Regions from separate parts of the Mus musculus genome. Here region 1 is linked to region 2. A link is a contact called in public Hi-C data. All regions are on one chromosome and are shown on one strand. The core of a region is the stretch at or near the end of the contact, and the rest is flanking DNA. Distances in the headings are between cores, read along the strand shown.

What was found. A called contact is a pair of places that touch in the nucleus more often than the background predicts.
Region 1: a Hi-C map of regulatory T cells shows a contact between it and region 2, with 3 times the contacts expected there. The contact joins two enhancer-like sites. A contact is called at or near these places in 7 of 484 Hi-C or Micro-C datasets (CD4 T cells, bone marrow-derived macrophages, double positive thymocytes and 2 more) and 2 of 115 datasets of contacts at active chromatin or transcription factors (extraembryonic endoderm stem cells and trophoblast stem cells).

What each region holds. Positions count from the first base shown.
Region 1 is chr2:70,930,291-70,936,288 of GRCm38.p6, forward strand. Gm39843 (a long non-coding RNA gene) reads left to right here. Exons shown (of 2, transcript XR_866407.1): 2 at 5,695-5,998. Among named protein-coding and RNA genes, the nearest start is that of Gm39843, 10 kb to the left of the region's middle. Within about 2 kb of position 2,786, at least 38 of the 459 cell types and tissues checked have an H3K27ac peak or open chromatin away from gene starts, as enhancers often do. A contact at or near this core is called in regulatory T cells, where this site is marked.
Region 2 is chr2:70,788,737-70,794,377 of GRCm38.p6, forward strand. All of the region lies in intron 1 of Tlk1 (tousled-like kinase 1), which reads right to left. Among named protein-coding and RNA genes, the nearest start is that of Tlk1, 34 kb to the right of the region's middle. Within about 2 kb of position 1,710, at least 6 of the 459 cell types and tissues checked have an H3K27ac peak or open chromatin away from gene starts, as enhancers often do. A contact at or near this core is called in regulatory T cells, where this site is marked.

The DNA of each region.
Region 1 (5,998 bases), core at 1,536-4,035, 140 kb after region 2:
TTAGGTATTTAGCTCATTTACATTTCCAATGCTATACCAAAAGTCCCCCATACCCACCCACCCCGACTCCCCTACCCACCCACTCCCCCTTTTTGGCCCTGGCGTTCCCCTGTACTGGGGCATATAAAGTTTGCGTGTCCAATGGGCCTCTCTTTCCAGTGATGGCCGACTAGGCCATCTTTTGATACATATGAAGCTAGAGTCAAGAGCTCCAGGGTACTGGTTAGTTCATAATGTTGTTCCACCTATAGGGTTGCAGATCCCTTTAGCTCCTTGGGTACTTTCTCTAGCTCCTCCATTGGGAGCCCTTGTGATCCATCCATTAGCTGACTGTGAGCATCCACTTCTGTGTTTGCTAGGCCCCGGCATAGTCTCACAAGAGACAGCTACATCTGGGTCCACCTTTATTCTTAATAATGGACAAATACCTTGAGATGACATCAGCACGGATGTCTGCAGTGATCAACGGTGGCATAGAATGGGTGCTCAACAGATGTTTCCCACTGACTTGCTTCTCTCAGTCAGTAAACACAGCCCAAAGCCCCTGGTTCCTACGCAGCTTTTCCTAGGGTAAGCAAATGAGCGCACACTCCACCTCTGCCTCTGCCTCAGAGGCAGGTAGGTATTTTGTCCTCTAGTGGCTTAAGTCTCCTGGGACACTTTCTTATTTTTATTTATATCCTCTAAAATGCCTGTGACACTGGTCATGTGTTTGGGTAGAGTAAATAACCTGGTTTATCAAATGAGATTGATAGATTGAAATTTCACCTCTGGGGCAGCCGCAGGAAGCAGGTGTTCCGCCATCTGTTTCCTCTTGAGGAGACTGAGGTTGCCAAGAGGTTGTCTACTGAGCGATGCAGCGGTCTCCAGGAGGACTTTATGCTAACCGCTTGCCAAGTGCAAAGCTTCCGTCTTTGCTTGCTTTTTCTTTTCTTCTTCTTCTTCTTTCTTCTTCTTCTTCTTCTTCTTCTTCTTCTTCTTCTTCTTCTTCTTCTTCTTCTTCTTCTTCTTCTTCTTCTTCTTCTCCTTCTTCTCCTTCTCCTCCTCCTCCTCTTCCTCCTCCTCCTCCTTCTTCTTCTCCTCCTCCTCCTTCTTCTTCTCCTCCTCCTCCTCCTCCTCCTTCTTCTTCTTCTTTTTTTTTTGGGGGGGGGGAATGGTGTCAGCAATCAGCATCAAGCCTAGAAGGATAAACCCCACAGGTGGGCAGCCCAGCGAAGTCCAACCTCTTGCTTTTCTGATCCTCAGCATAGCCTGCAAGGTCTTGTTTATCCCCCGCCTATCCAGAGCCAGCCTAGCATTGAATGCAGAGTAGCTGCTCAGAAAGTATTTCTTTGATAAATGAGGTTGCTCATAAGGAGTCAAAGACAAAGAAATGTCTCCAAACCCTGTAACTTTATGCTGTCCATGGTTTCAAAGCCACACAGTCTAGAGGACAGTTGAAGAAGAATTCACATATCTAGGTAAAATTCTACAACTGAAAGAGTGCTTTGTTCCATAGGTATTTACATTTTAATTATTTTATTATTTAGCATTAATTGAGCCCTTAATGGAAACAGTTGCTTTAAAGGCTATTGTCTCTAATCTCCTTCTCCTTCTTCTCCTTCTTCTCTTTGCTTGTAGTTGTTTTTTCAAGACAGAGTTTCTCTGCATCTTGAAAGTACTGTCCTGGAGCTCACCCTATAGATCAGGTTGATCTCGAAATCTGCTCGCCTTTGCCTCCTGAGTGATGGGTCTAAAGGTGTGCACCACCACTGCCTGACTCTGCTCCGCCCCTTGAGATATAGCATCATGTAGCCCAGGCTGGCCTTAAACTCCTAATCCTTCAGCCTCCAATCCTGAGGGGTTGTGGCTACAGGTGCCTCGCCTGGCATGACTAATCTTTCATAAAACAAGATTATTGCTGTGTGTTCATTGTACAAAGTAATAGGCTTCGTTATGACATTTTACACATACTTAGGATGTTTTTATTGCATTTATTCACATTCATTCATTACCCTTATTGCCTCTCCTTCCCGCTCCTGCTGGTACTTTTCTTCTCCTGCTTCTGCTTTCAGGTCTTGATTTTTTTTTTTAATCCAGATGAGAGAGAGAACATGTAGGTTCTGTTATCCCACATCTGGCTTGTTTCATTTAACAGGGTGATTTCCAGTTCCATTCCCTGCACATGATCTAGCTTTGTACTTCTTCATGGATAAGTATTTTATCATGTATAGATATCTATCTCACCTTCTCTATCCATTTTACCTGTCAATGGACACCTAGGCTGATTTTCTGATTTGGCTATTGTGAACAAAGTCATCTTAAAAACAGTGAGCAGAGCTGGGCGTGGTGGCGCACGCCTTTAATCCCAGCACTCTTGAGGCAGAGGCAGGCGGATTTCTGAGTTCGAAGCCAACCTGGTCTACAAAGTGAGTTCCAGGACATCCAGGGCTACACAGAGAAACCCTGTCTTGAAAAACCAAAAACAAACAAACAAACAGTGAGCAGACAGGTCTGTTGTTTGATGTGTCATGTTCTATGTTAACATCAAATCTTGAGATGTTACTATAACAATATTTTTATCGATCTTGTAGATGGATAAAAGCAAACTCAAATGGGCTAAGTGATTTTCCTAAAGCCATAGATTATACTGGAACACACACACACACACACACACACACACACACACTCATGTGAGCTTCAAAGACAATTTCTCTGGCACCGAGAATAGTGTTTGGCATATAGCAACACTAAATAAATATTTGTTGAACAATGATCCAGAACTGTCTGACTCCAAACAGTTTCCATGATGTCACCCACTACTCTGCAAAATGGCCTTTTAAAGTATCAGAGAAAGCAGAACACCTGTGGGGTTGTTGCTCAGGAAAGAGAATTTGCCTATAGCTAAGAACAGCGGCTAAACCAAGACTCAACACTAAAGGTTCCAGGGCCCTCACGATATTTTCTGTAGACTCTGAGGTTCTGCCCACTTCCTTTCCCCAGGAAAGCCAGACCACTAAAGAGAAACAGTGAAGAAAGAGTTAAGTTCAAGACTTCTCACCTAGAGCTCAAAGCAGTTCACTGGCAACTGGGCGAGTTCAGTCCCTTGGAGGGTTAGACATCAGGGTTACTTTCTTATTCACAGAACCAGAGTTTGATGCTCAGGATGGGTTCTGCTTGAGGTGAGGTGAGCCAGGCAGCAGCAACGTTATTGGAACTCTTTCATTATGAATTGTATCTCTTTAGATCCTAGCATCTAAAATGATCATGGGCCTTGAATTGTGTGTACCTGTGTATCTCTCTCTCTCTCTCTCTCTCTCTCTCTCTCTCTCTCTCTGTGTGTGTGTGTGTGTGTGTGTGTGTGTGTAATAAAGCTAAGAGCTGAACCCCAAGACCTTGCACATACCGAGCACAGAGTCTATACCACTGAGTCATATTCCCAGGGTGGCCTTGAACTTGTGAATGAAGTCATCTGTGTGTAAACTGGATCTGTGTGGTTTTTGCCAAATAGATTCATAGGAAGAAAGAGAGATAGGGTCTTGTTCCCCATCCCAGGATGTCTTTAAACTCACTGTATGGCCCATGCTGACCTTGGCTTAGTGGTCTTCTGGTCTTGGCCCTCAGAGGGAAGGCATGCACCACCACTCTTAGTTTCATTGTATTTTTAATATCAAAGATAGTGCCTGTGCATATCTACTATTAATAAAAACAAGTAGCTATGGCAACTAATATATATTTGTTAATCCAATCAGGTATGTTTCTATGCCAGGTATACTATAAAATAAGTAAATGTATCCATATATAAACATAAAAGAGTACAGTATCTTATACAGCATTAAAGAGACCATGTGGAAATAACCAAGGGATATGGGGCATATCCTAAGCCCAGAGACAATCAAACAGACTTAAGGTTTAAGATAATCAATGAGGACAATCTTAACGGTTCCACAGGCCAAGGCTGTAGACTTAGCAATGTCCTCTCCAGCCTCCAAACTCCCCACCTTCCTTTTTTTTTCCATTAAGAAAAACAAAACAAAACAAAACAAAACAAAACAAAAATAAGCTGGGCAGTGGTGGCACATGCCTTTAATCCCAGCACTTGGGAGGCAGAGGCAGGTGGATTTTCTGAGTTCAAGGCCAGCCTGGTCTACAGAGTGAGTTCCAGGACAGCCAGGGCTACACAGAGAAACCCTGTCTTGAAAAACCAAAAAAAAAAAAAAAAAAGGAAAAAACAAAACAAACAACAACAACAACTCCCTGTGTCCTGGTAGTACACATCTTTAATCTCTGAGTTTGAGGATAACCCGATCTACAGAGCGAGTTCCAGAATATAAATGGCTACACAGTGAAACCCTGTCTCAAAAAACCAAACCAAAACACAACAACAATCTGAGTGTTTTGCCCACTGATCTTTGCAAAGCGTCCTTTTCTGAGAGACCTTAAACCAGATCCTGTTGGGAGACATTTCAGTGTAAGAATCCCCAATCCTGAACTTCCAGAAACCGCAAAGAAATAAACCACTCCTTGTCCAGAAAGAAGCCACTGCCCTTAATGGATCGCCATATACTGACCAAGCCCTAACAAAGAGAATATATGGGACCTTTGGAGCCACGTGGACAGGCTTTTCCTGGATGATACAACCATCTGTCGTTGCCTGGATTCCTGTACTGTATCCATGTTTTCCTTGGCCGTGGTGTATTTTCTCAGATCCACAATGACTCCACTTTCCAAGGAAGAGCAATCGAGCCTGGATGCCAGGGATGGCGCCTGTGGTGAACAGGGTCTGTGCTCATTTCCTTGCCACCCCCTCCTCTTTTTTTCAGTGAGCTCCTGCTTTTCTCTAAATTTTCCATCTTGTACATCTTGTATTGTTTTCTAAATATAGATGTTCTCAACCTCCGTGAAAAGATCGTCTATTAAGAGCAGAGCGATAGCGAGCAATGTGCCCAACAGGCACAGCACAAAACAAACAGAGAGTGCACTCAGCCCTTCTTGAATAAAGGAAGCCAAATAAGACTCCTGGAAACATGGGTTGGTACTAGGTCCTTTTCCTGGTGTACAGCAGCGCAGCTTTGGAGATGTCTAACTCAGCTCCGGTACTCACATACCCATCCAGAAGAGGCAAAGAGGGACAAGGAGAGGGGGCCCAACCTTGTGCTGCCTGTCCTTTTGCACCTGCCACCACTCATGCGTGGACTATCACATCCCAGCTGGCTGTTTGTGCCGAATTCTGAGACCCCAAGACACTCATCACCCTTGGAATTAAAGAATTACAAATGGGATTTTTGCACCTGCAAATTGGGACGAAATAAAGAAGAAGAAGGAGAAAAAAAAGATAATGCAAGACTTTGGAAGGGATCCCTTGAAACGTTTCCATCACCCTCATTGGGCTGTGTTGTCTGTCCCTGATGAAAGTCAGCCACGCATATGAGGAAGGGCTCTGGAGGACCATTTAGCTTTTGCACTGAAATTAATTTTGGTTCGACAGATTAACCATAAAGATGCTTACAGGCTGCAGGTGTGCCAAAGTCAGCATTAGGAGAAAATCTAGAAAAAAAAAAAAAACTACAGGGGATGGTTAATGACTCCTACAAAATTAATTTAAATTGAAATAGGATAAGAACATATGGAAAGAATCAATCATTCCCCCATTTTGAGGGAACATTATTTTAGCATGCATAGATTTCTGATGTAATTTTCTTCCTTTCCCTTAAGGGCTGGGATGCACTCGAACACTAAGTCTTCTGCAAAAAGGAGGAACGGTTCCTCCCATCAGGAAATAGAAAAAATGTGCTTCATAAATCCTTTGCCTTTTAATGCCTGAGATGTACATCTGGGGCTCCACACACTGATAAAAGCCCTCCCAGAAAATGCAGTTCTGCGCATGAGGTAATTACACTTTCCTAGAGTCTGGTCACTGGCTCTGGCTTCCATTTAGAATTGGATCTGGGGCCACTTATTATGCATGTCCACATGAACTGGACAGTTTCTAGAATTTAAATGTACAATGAGAAGAGAA
Region 2 (5,641 bases), core at 460-2,959:
TACACTGGCAGTGCCTGAAAACTCTACCTACAGCACTAGAGATGTGTTAGCTAACTTAAACCTATCAGCTAAAAGCACTCCATCAGCATAAACTCTCAGGTGCTCTCCTGCAGCTCAGATCACTCCTGCATTTTCATAAGACTCTGTAAGCTCTCTGTATCTGAAAATCTCTGCTGTCAAAAATTTGCCAACATTTTTGGTTTTTTTAATTTAAAGAGAGAGATCCTAAGTATTTTGATTTCTGTGGGCTAGCAGGCAAAATCTTGTACACATTTATATAACAATAGAAACGTTTTCCACAAACTTCATGGGCAAAACTCAAATAATGGCCACTGAGGAAGGTGTCTTATAGTACACATCTGCTGATAAAAGGAATGGACTCTTTGGGGGACAGATTATCTCACTTATCACTTGCTAGGGATTCCTATTCCTAAAATCTCACATACACTCACTCATAAATACTCGCATGAAATGAGTCTCTGTGTTTTAAGCTTTTAATATAAAAAAAAAAAAATCACTGCTGCTGTAATGAACCCATGAATAAAAATGTGACCCAGCTAGATCAGTTCACTCAAACACGCATCCAGTCCCTCTCCACACTAGCAATACGCTTCTACAGGTAGAGTGGCCATTCTGAAGCCCAAGAGCTTCACTTAGCTTCACTCAGTTTTACATTTTCATTATTAATTACATCCTTAGATCGTATTTATATTTACTTTATGGGTGCACTGAGTGTATGCATGTGTACCACATGCCTGCCTGTCTCTTATCTCCAGGAAGTGAAGTTACAGATGTATGTGAGTTATCATGTAGGCTCTGGGAACTGAACCCAGGTCCTCTGCAAGAGCAGCCAGTGCTCCTGACTCTGATATACTTTCACTGACATAAGCTAACTACTGACACCAAACTCATCATGTGATTTTAGTTGAAGACATTCATCACTTGAAAAACAAGTGTAGCATTCTACTGGGCGGCTCTTTAGAAGGTTTGGTTTGCAATGTGTCACTACAGTACAGAATCAGTTAAAGGCTCAGTAGAAGCTCTTCAGTTGTATAACTAGGGAAATTCTGAAACATGTGAGTTTCCTTTGAGTTTGCTACACCATCTGAAAAACCATACCCATGCATATGTGTGCCTTCTTAGTGGCACTCAGGTGTGTACACTAGGGCACACCATCACTACATGTGCATTCTATTTTTATTTATTTTATTTTATTTTTGGTTTTTTGAGACAGGGTTTCTCTAGCTTTATCTGTCCTGGAATTTACTCTGTAGACCAGGCTGGCCTCTCAGAGATCCACCAGCCTATGCCTTTTCATTGATAGAATTAAAGGAATATGCCACCATGCTTGGAATGGGCACATTATTTTATCTTCTAGCTTTATATTACATTCGTTTGAAAGAAACTGTGAATCTGAAGAAAAATTAATTTTCAAAAGTAATCAGTATTTGGTAATAGTAACTGATAATAGTTGGTCCTCTTTGATCATAAAATTTTCAATCTCGGTCTTTAAACAACTGTAAAAACAAACATGATACTTTACCAACACTAAGCCAGTCAGGATACTCAGTTTTTGTTCTTAACAAATATCAGTGGAAGCAATGGTATCTTAACTCCGTGAGAGTGAATGGCACTCACAAGAGTCACATACTCTCTGCAAATGACTTGCTGATGAATAACACACTGACAACCATAGGCTTTGAACATCTGACATTTTTTATCAGTTTTCAGAATCTGCACAGCTTTTATGTGTTCCACACATACTTATCACTACCCACTGTAGCACAGCTTAATGAGTTCTACTTCCATTTGTACTTAGGTGCTCCCTCAACTTTGAAAATACTTGTCTGCAAGTATTCTACACGGTTACTTTTTCTGCCACTTTAAACATGTCAGTGAGTTCTCCAGTAAATAACAATTGAGCAGCACCAATAACATCTGTCAATTCCTCAAGAGCCAGAAGAACCTCTGTAAACCATGTGCCTTGTTTTTTAATTGACTATCAAAACTACCCCAGATGTCCTTAAGTGTTAAAGTCAATTATTCTTGCCAAAAAGCTAAGAGTTTTAAACAAGTCTCTGGACATAACTTTTTTGACTTCTATGATCCAACAATTTAATTAACTCAACATCAATAAATGATTCTGCTTAGGTAGCAAATGAGTCTTGTTTTGATGGTAACTTTGGTTTTTTTCATTTAGGGAGAAATTATATCATGATGAGATACTTCATTTCAAAAGTTCCCATTACAACCCCAAAAGTTGGGAATGTGGCAGTATGTTTACTCTGGTAATGTCAACATATATATATATACTTCTATCCCAATAATAAAAGCAATCTTTTTTGTTTGTTTGTTATTTAATTCAACAAAGTAATCCAAATTCCATTCAAGGGCCAAGGGTGTAGCTCCATCATAGAGTATATACTTGGCATGTACAATACTTGGGTTTTAGCTCCAGCACATATATGCACACAGGGATTTGTATGTGCACACACATCACTCAAAGTCCATTTTCTCTTGTTTTGATGGACATGAACTAGTAATAAAGAAAACAAGTAACAAAGACCAACAAGAGCCATGACACTCAGCATACAGTCACATTATAACTGTATCACTAAATGTTACAAGCTAAGAGCACTATAAAGTGATGAAAAATATACTGTATGGTCTCTGTCACAACTACTCAGCTCTGTCACTATAATACAAAAAGAATGTCATAAATTTTGGAAAGATATAACACTATTTGTGGAATTGAAGTTTCAATATTATTATTCTTCCTTTGATCTTTTTAAACATATTTAAAGTGCATATTTAAAGTACATGGTTATGCTATCATCTGAGAGCATGTTTCAAAGATTTCAATCTGATCTAAGTTCTCATTTAACCCTCAAGTGTTCCATGCTCAATTACAGGGGTGAACCTCTCTAAGAAAAAGTGATACCACCACTACCCATTATTACATAGTGATTATACTTTGTAAAAAATTATAGAGCATACTAAAGACATTAACACTCTTAAGGAATAGCCTACAATTAATAGTACCTGACAGGAATTCTAGAATTCCAGAGATCAAGGCAAGAGAATTCCAAGTTCAAGGCTAGCCTGAGCTACATAGTAAGTCCAAGGCTATGCTGAACTATAAGGCAAGATCTGTCTCAAAAAGCCACCATCAACAAAAAGACAATCCTCTAACTACCCTGCATTCCATTATTTTTATTTGCCTAATTGTCAGATTTACAGTTGTAAACTCCAAATTTCAAATAAAAACAACAGCTGAGACTACCCAAGTTAGAGATCAACAGCAATCTCTATGATCAAAACCGTCTCAGGGAACAAACATGCAGCACAAGCATGACTTGAACCCATCAAATCACTGTGCCGTAGCCCACCCTCCTCTCTGCCTGTCTTACATCAAAGACCCACAGCTGTCAAAAAGCATGACTTTCCAAAATGCTTTTTGTACTAATTTGAGGTGTATTAATTATGATAAATCAGCAGTGCTTACAATTACACCACCTTTGTTTTTAACAAGACTTTTCATTGTATAATTCTTACTTGCCTAAGTCTTCATCTTTGACAGTCAAAATAAAATAAAAATATTTAGAAAGCGTGTCTTTAAAATTTACCAAAGACCTAAGAAAATAAGTCCGTTCATTAAAAAACCTCTCAATAGATTCTACTGCTGCTGAGATATCACCATAAAATTTCTTAAAACTTGAAACTTCCCAAAATCCAAAACTTAAATTTATTCGAGATTAACTTTCTGTGTTAAATTTGATCTGATATGATAGCTTATACATAAGCTTGTTTTTCTTCTGTTAATATTTTTCATAAATTGACTGATACAGCTGAGAACACTTTTATTTTAAAAAAATTTCAGGATAAACCTAAGAAATCAGCTTAATAAAGTAAAATATTCATTTTAAATGAGTCATCTTTTTTTGTTGTCTTAGCACACTTCAAAGTACAGGGACAAGAATGAAGGAAACAACAAAGTGTTTTTCTAACACTATAGAGTAATTCAAACTAGCCTTAAAACATCCATTTTGGTCATTCTCCAGGGTCTCACCAGAAGTATGGCTTTCATCTGCCCCAAAATACATACATACATTACATACATACATACATACATACATACAACCTTCATTTTCCACCAGGCAACAGATCATTACAGAAAAATGTAACTGATCAAAATGCAAAACTATAGAGCTCAGTCCAAATTGATATATCTTCAACACAGCTCCCTCACCTCCGGCAACACTGCAGAAGGGCTGGAAAGATTACTATAGAGGCAGAAAATCAGGGAGTTTGCTGTGAGACTGTATCTCCTAGAAATGTCAGAAGCTATATCCATGAAATAGCACAAACATGGCTACCTAAACATGAACTGAGCAAAGAAAACATTAGACATGCTGACATGGAAGACAAAAATCTCACAAGGCCTCAACCCTAGATAAAGACCTACAGGCAAATAAAGAATGCTGAGAACAAGAGAAATAGTCTGTTCAGACAAGTGTATACCACTCAATAAAAATCGTCAGTCCTAAAACCATACATACAAGTAGCATTATACAGAGTGATAAACAGGTTGTATTTTTAACACACACACACACACACACACACACACACACACACGAGTAAAGAAAGTTGTAGAATCGTAGAATCTTCCTTGGTTAAGGAGAGCTGCTGAGTCCAGGCAGTATGTAGTGGAGCGACACCTCCATCAAGGCCCTAACAAAAACTGAAAGAAGCCCAGAGAGGCCACTGCACTGTAAAAGTGAAACTTGAGTTGTGCTGAAGGCCCCAAGATATTGAGGTGCTAGAGCCATGGCATATCTATTATGGAGGGCTCCATACGGGGAGTAGAGCCAGCCCAAGAGAGAAACAACATATGAGCAAAGCCAGAAGGCCACAGCCATGCTAGCCTTCTGACAGTAGACATGGAGCCAGAGGATCTGGAGTTCTCTCTACTGGGTTTCAGTCCTGCTTTGATTTGGTATTTCCTTACTGTGCCCAATTCCTCAGATTTGAAATGGTAATACATATTCGGTGCATACACACACAACAATTAAAGAAAAAAAAAGGCCATGAATTTGAAAGAGGGGTAGATGGGAGGGTTAGGAGGGAGGAAAGGGAAAGGGGAAATTATCTAATTATAGTTTCAAAAAATATTTTAAAATACCCATTTTCACATAATACAATTTCATTGACAATGTTTTACATAACTTACTCTGCCGTCTCATTTTCTGGCAGTTAAACCAAAACATGCTAAATGAGTACCACAAAATCAATCAGAAAGTCATTTTCTAACAGCTTGCTCTCACAGGAGTCTAATAAAAACATACCTTAAACTTTTCTAATAGTTTTAGTTAGAACTCTTCTTTTTAAGTGTTTGGTATATCTAGTTTTTCCCCCCAAAAAGAAAAAGGTCTCAATTTTCTCATGAATGCAACCTTCTCCACTGATTTGAAATACCTCTCTGGTCACCTATCACATTTCACACAAGCAAATTCTCTTTGAACACTTAATTCTGTTCTAGTAAACTATCTCAGAGCCATATATACCTAACCCATACTCTACGGGGGGAGAGAGAGAGAGACTGACTGCATACACATACAATAACAAAGTATTTTATCCAAAT